2 separate regions of the Zea mays genome follow, and region 2 is linked to region 1. A link is a contact called in public Hi-C data. All regions are on one chromosome and are shown on one strand. The core of a region is the stretch at or near the end of the contact, and the rest is flanking DNA. Distances in the headings are between cores, read along the strand shown.

Region 1 (3,400 bases), core at 106-2,605:
AATGTGAATTTAGTCTCTCTAATTTCCTCTGATTTAACACTAATAAAGAAATTCTCCATGAGTAATCAGGAAGGGTCTCTATTGCTATCTCTACCCTAGCCAGTCTAGCAGTCTAGAAACAAAAGAATGGACCGTCACCGATCCACGGCTGCGCAGCCTTCCACTTTGTGCCCCTGGTTCACGACACACCGCCGGCCGGCCACCGTCGTCCTCGAGTCCGTGCATGGAAATGGAGCCAAAAGGATTAGGAAAAGATGCGCCACATGCATGCCTTGTACAAGCTATCTTTTTTGGTTGGTCCAATACATTGGCTAATGTAGAGACCGGGCACTGTTTTCATTAGCTTAATGAAATAAACTCCCCTTTATCCAAAAACAATGCCTTGTACAAGCTTAAGCTTGTTGCTACATTGGTGTAGTATAGGGTCCACCGAAAAAAAAAATCAGCTACCAGCCTACCAAGATAGTGTTGAGATCCCCAACAGGGGTAGTGGCAGCAGTAGCAGAGGACGTGATTGGGTTATTGTATACCTCGGCAAACACAGCGTACAAATTTAGCCTCAGACATCTCAAACGGGAGATTGTTGGACGCGCGTAGCTAGTAAGACGGACTTTTTTACACTCTATATGGTATTTAATACATGTATATATTCAACCATTAGTGTACTCAAAAATACTCGCTCTGTCCTAAAATATAGTTAAACAGTCTATTCTTCCATATACTCTTGCAATTGTCGATAACTCCAGGTGTCAGCCATATGTTCCATCTTCATGCTCTCCGATCCCTTAGTCCAAACTTTGTTGTTTACCCTTCACTGTTTGTGTTTGTTTGCCCTTCACTGTTTGCTATTTATCGGCACAAACCTGCTTGATCCTCACCTTTATTATCGACCATTCCCGAGCTTCACACATATATACCATAAGTCAAGAGACATGTTACACATGTCACGAATCACTCTCAAGTTGGTCAACGTTAATTCAAAGTTGATCATGTTGAAAATCACTCATCTTTCACACTATGGACACATCTCAACCATGTATTCACAAAATCCTTTGGGTTTATAAGATTTTTCAAGTATTTTCAATACAGTTTAACAGTCAACATTCAAACTAAACAGTTTCTATACCACATTTTTCAATACAGTAAACAAACCCTGCCGTGACCGATGACCCCAGTACTAACGTGGAAGGAAAAATAACAAAAAAAAAAAGTTGCACGCCATACCGATATTCCACTATCTATACGTACGGTATGGGAGGGGTATTTCTTCCTCCAAACAGTGCGGCACGCACTGAGATGGCAGGACTGTAAATAAGCGGAAACCCTGCCCTTGTTCCAAATCCAAAGCGGCGAAGCTTCTCTCCTCCCGCTGCCCCCCTTCGGTCCTCCTCCGTCCGTCGCCGTCGTCAAACACGACGTTTAACGGGCGGCGCAGAGCGCTAATCCAGCCCAAACACGATATATAACGGTCCGCGCCTTCCGAAGACGCCAAGAACAGCCTCAGGTTACTCGCAGAAAAGATTTATTAGCTCGCCGCGGGGGTTGAACCGAGGCTCCTAGCTGATCGCGCGGGCACAAGGCGAGCGGACAAGAAAGCTTGCTTTGTGCTCACCGGCGGGCGGCGGCACGGACCCCCTGCGATGGAAGCCGTCGGCGTCACTCCTGCCCCCGTGGCGGCGCCGGAGAAGAAGAAGCTGCTTGACCTCAAGGACCCCTTCCCCGCCGCCGCCAACAGCGGCGCCAAGGCGTCCTCGGCGAGTAAGTGGGCGACGAAGAAGAAGCTGGTGGGCGGCGACGCCGGCTACGTGCTCGAGGACGTGCCGCACCTCACGGATTACATGCCCCAGCTCCCGGTGCGTTCGAGAGTCCCCCATCCTCTTGGTGTGTCACGTTGGGTTCCTGACGGTTAGTTCCCGGCGTGAACTGGAAAGTTCCTTCTTTTTTTTTTCGTTCTGTGTGATTCTGGTTTCTGCCCCCCACCCCCTTTTGGTCTATCTTAGGTTGAGACTTGAGAGCATGCGGATTCTAGTTTGGATTTGAGTTTTCACATACTGATCTGACAGTAAAAAGTGGCTGGTTCCTCCGATAGAGTTTGTATCAGAGGGAGAATCAGCATCCGAGAGAAAGGCAAACAGCAAAAAACATGATATGAACTTTTTTTTATGTTTCACTGATCACTGATGTCGTCGATCTGCAGACATACCCGAATCCTCTCCAAGACAACCCGGCGTATTCAGTCGTCAAGTATGAATTCTTCTTCTTCTTCTCGTCTCGTGCTTCCATCTCACTATTTCCATTCCAACTTGATCCTTATCCATCCAGACACGGATGTTCGTTCCAAAGCTGACCTTTCTCCCCGCCACGTGTTCTTCCTCCCAGGCAGTATTTCGTCAACCCAGACGACACCGTCACGCAGAAGGTGAGGCTTTCTTTCTCTGCGGCAAACAGTGAATTGGAGGCTCCATCGTGGCGGTCTTGCTCGGGTGCTGATCCTGTGGCATGACTTGACTATCTGCAGATTGTTGTTCATAAGACCAGTGCCAGGGGCACCCACTTCCGGCGTGCCGGGCCACGGCAGCGGGTGTACTTCCAGTCCGATGAGGTGAACGCCGCCATTGTCACCTGTGGAGGCCTCTGCCCGGGATTGAACACGGTCATCCGCGAGCTTGTTTGCGGCTTGTATGATATGTATGGCGTCTCCAGCGTCGTCGGCATAGAGGTGAGGACCGAGGAGTTTAATGGTGTTCGTCCTGTGAAAAAACATTGTTTACTAGTTAATTTGAACATGTTTTTTTTAAAACAAAGAATAATCCGAGATCACAACATTTGAACCATTTCTCAACTGCTTATTTAATTAATTGGATTGGTCAAGATTACAATTATTGATAGCAAAACAATGATAGACTTATCATGTTGCCACCTTGCCACATTATGTTGTCTAATGTTGTGAGGATGATACTTATAAAACATTTCGAGCCGGCCTTGTTTCATTTCTGGACTAATTATGTGTGTGTAATGTGTAGGGTGGATACAAGGGTTTCTATTCTAAAAACACTGTTGCGTTGACACCAAAGTCGGTGAACGACATCCATAAGAGAGGCGGGACTGTCCTCGGAACCTCAAGAGGAGGGCATGACACTGCCAAAATCGTTGATTGTCTTCAGGACCGTGGCATTAACCAGGTCTATATTATCGGAGGCGATGGCACTCAGAAAGGCGCTTCTGTAATTTATGAGGTAACACATGCATCCAGACGGTTCTGGGAATTGTTGTTAGATGCGGAAACGATGTGTGACTCAAAATTTCTGAAACATGGTTTCAGGAAGTCCGGAGACGGGGTCTCAAGTGCTCTGTTGTCGGTGTCCCAAAGACTATTGATAACGACATCGCGGTACGATCT
Region 2 (3,137 bases), core at 408-2,907, 210 kb before region 1:
AAAAGGCTCTCTACGCAGCGGTAGCCAACAGTGACACGCTGCAGACAGCGTGCTTCCGTGGCTCCTCTCTCCCTCTGTTTTTTGTACGGCGGGTTATTTAATAGATGAAGAAAAAATGTAATAAATGATGAATAAAGTTGGATAGTGATATTTTATAAATGTAGTGGGGTATAGGGGGAAAATATAGGGGAAACCGCTGCGGGAGATGGAAAAGTAAGGGATGAAATGTTGATAATGTGACGCAAAAAAGTGATATAGGGGAAAAAATTTAGAGGTAACCGCTGCGGACGGCCGGAAGCCGACGGGCAGACGGCAGACCCACCGGACGGCACCCCAGCAGTGCCTCTGAGCCTCTGTCGGAGGGAATCCACGCCTCGCGAAATCCCCTCAAAACCCGTGGGTGTCCAGACCTGCGAGTGAGTGGACCGGGGCCGGGGGGACGAGACGACGCCTGAACTGCGCGCGTCTGCGCCACCGCGATCCTCCATCATTGCTCTAGCCCGCACCTCACTGATCCGCTATCATAAAAACCTTGGTAGACCTGCCGCCGCCCATCGCCAGCGGTACCCAGGGGCCAGGGCTTGTTTCATTTGCTCCGAGCTCCGACGGTGGCGGACCACCGCAGAGCTCGAGCTCGGACTCCCAAACCGGAGCATCCAGCAGTGACCAGCAGCGATTCAAACGCTCTCCTGCGCCGGGCAGCCGTTTTCAAACAGTCCCGCCAAAATGTCCAGCGGCCAGCGCTGCCCTGCCGCGACCGCGAGGAATTCCACGTACAGGACAGGACTACTGTCTGCTGGGACCTCGGGGCTGGGCCACGCAGGGCAGGATTCAGGTCTCGCCGCTGGCCGTGGTCGCTGCCCGCGGACAACGGCGCAGGCGTCTCTTCGGCAGAGCGAGCGGATCGAGAGATTCTCTTCTCCTGCCCGTCCCTGGTTGGATCGGAGCAGTGCATTCTTGCAGTGGACACACCGTCCGGAACATGGTAACTGGAGCAGCTGCGGCCTGCGGGCAGAGTGAAGGATGGAAAATTCAAGTCTTGAAAGCATGGAGTAGGAATCGATCTAGACTAGAACATCATCCTGCTCACATGTCAGGATTCAAACGAGATGCACTGCTTTGATTCTTCGTTTTGGAGCTGTGAAACTTCCGGAGAAAAAAAGCGCAAAAAAAGAAAAGAAAGGAAGAACATGCAGTAGCGTTGAACTGACAGAAGCAGAAGCAGTGCGGGGAGAGAGAGATACAGTAATCCGTTCACTGTTTCTGAACGACCAGGACGTCACACGATTGGATTCTGGGAATGCCCAGACAGACTGGTGGACTGTTTCCTTGTCACATCCCGAGGAATTTACTCCAAAGCACGAGGTTCAGACAGAGTCTCAGGGCACGTAATTTCACGCCCTGGCTGGAATCCAATCCCAAACGAGCCGCTGTCTGCCACACAAAAGAACGCCCAGCGAACAAATCAGCTCGCTCGCGCGGTAAAGCTGATGCGCCTGGACCAACTGAGGCCCGCGGTAAATAAATGGGAGGTGGCCTGCGTCTGCGAAGCGTTCTTACTGCCAAGCTGGAATGGATGTACGACGAAGAAGATGACATGGCATGCTGGCAAGCACTCCTCCCTCCTACAGCTTAGCGTCAGCGATGCCTCCACGGCCTTCCAGTTCCGGCCCACCAGTCGGCCCATCAGCGTTGGTAGGAAAGCGATCCTCCAGGGCCCATCTAGCCCAAGGAATTTATTTCCTTGCACTTGGATGTGCAGTTCCGATGAGACAACCGACAACTCCGCTTAGCGTAGACGTTCTTGTGATGTTTTTTTTAACACTGATGTTCTTATGATGTTTGGTAACATAGTTAGTGTCGGCCGTGTAATATGGATTTGAGCATATTGTCCTTACGTCATCAAAATAAACATATCCTTAGCAAAGACCACACGCTAAGATACATGGGTAGTACCCGTAGCCAAACACCTGTGTCATAAAGGTCGATATCATAGGTTATAGTGCCTACCCAAGTAGCTAGTATAGTAGTTGTCAAACTAAGGATATATAACCTCGCCAGCGTTTGTATTTAATGTGATATTACGAGCAAGTTTCCGCCTTGACGCACACACAATAGGTAGGATAATACAAAGGATGATGCTTGTAGTAAAAGGTACAAGAGAGAAGAGACCATTAATACACCAAGACGAAAAAAAACAACATGATTACATTAGTGCATGCTTACCGCAAGAGATGTAAGACAATATGTGGGCAGTTGGCTCTATGACATAAGTGCGCGCAGGAGCCACAATAGGTATATATACGTGTAATACTCCTCCTTCTTTAGATTATAAATGAGGTGGTAGATAAGCATTCAATTTATGGTCACAACGTCAAAAACATTGAACTCCCAATCCCAAGTAGGATCCACCAAAACCTAGGAGACTTAGAAAGCAAACCGGTCAGGGTGGCATTAGAAAACCTATGATCAGCAAGAGAAAGTAGAGTATTACGTACATTGCGGCCTAAAGCTCTATAAAAATCCTCGTGTGATTAAGTTGGTAATGTCGTGACCTAGTAGGTATACTCTATAGTATCGGAGCTTAATTTCTTGACTAAGGTAGTAGAGGTTTCTATTCTTTCGTTTACAGGACTATAGTTTATGTCTCCCGACCCTTTAAGTTATTCACCTAATAAATAAAACTTGAATACTTATTTAACTGTTAAATAAGGAATATTGATCGCAACGGTGACTACGTTGATTGATATGACAAATATTAAGTAACGAGCATAGAAACATATTCTCCTAGATATTGTGCATGTAGCTGAGTACTCATATTTTTTTTCTACCGATATGTTTTCATGCATAACTAGTATCAAATTATATATTTTTATAAAACTGATAAATAATAATATATTTTTTTATTACAGTTTGACATAACTTTTTATAGATTTGGAGAAGAGCGCCGCTAAATGTTATAACCCGCTATTAAAAACATCGATCCTAGCTGAAATTCCACCCCTGTATAAAATCTGCGTGCAGATCTGCAAGCAAAAAGATGAACAATTAATATACCGAAACGAGATATACCTGTGATGCCGCATGCATCCGCATATGCGCAAGTCCTTCGAGCTAGCTATAGCTAGATAGGTCAA

What was found. Hi-C and Micro-C count contacts between places; a contact is called where the count stands out from the background.
Region 2: a contact with region 1 is called in a Hi-C map of tassel, with 2.7 times the contacts expected there. The contact joins the enhancer-like site here to the promoter of LOC100192478 in region 1. A contact is called at or near these places in 5 of 25 Hi-C or Micro-C datasets (ear, leaf, tassel and 1 more).

What each region holds. Positions count from the first base shown.
Region 1 is chr8:21,309,505-21,312,904 of Zm-B73-REFERENCE-NAM-5.0, reverse strand. It overlaps LOC100192478, which reads left to right and starts at 1,355. Exons shown (of 11, transcript NM_001347871.1): 1 at 1,355-1,853; 2 at 2,198-2,244; 3 at 2,380-2,419; 4 at 2,519-2,719; 5 at 3,024-3,236; 6 at 3,323-3,391. The coding sequence starts at 1,641.
Region 2 is chr8:21,517,106-21,520,242 of Zm-B73-REFERENCE-NAM-5.0, reverse strand. No RefSeq gene overlaps it. Among protein-coding and RNA genes, the nearest start is that of LOC103634918, 42 kb to the left of the region's middle. Within about 2 kb of position 1,657, at least 20 of the 20 cell types and tissues checked have an H3K27ac peak or open chromatin away from gene starts, as enhancers often do. A contact at or near this core is called in ear, leaf and tassel, where this site is marked.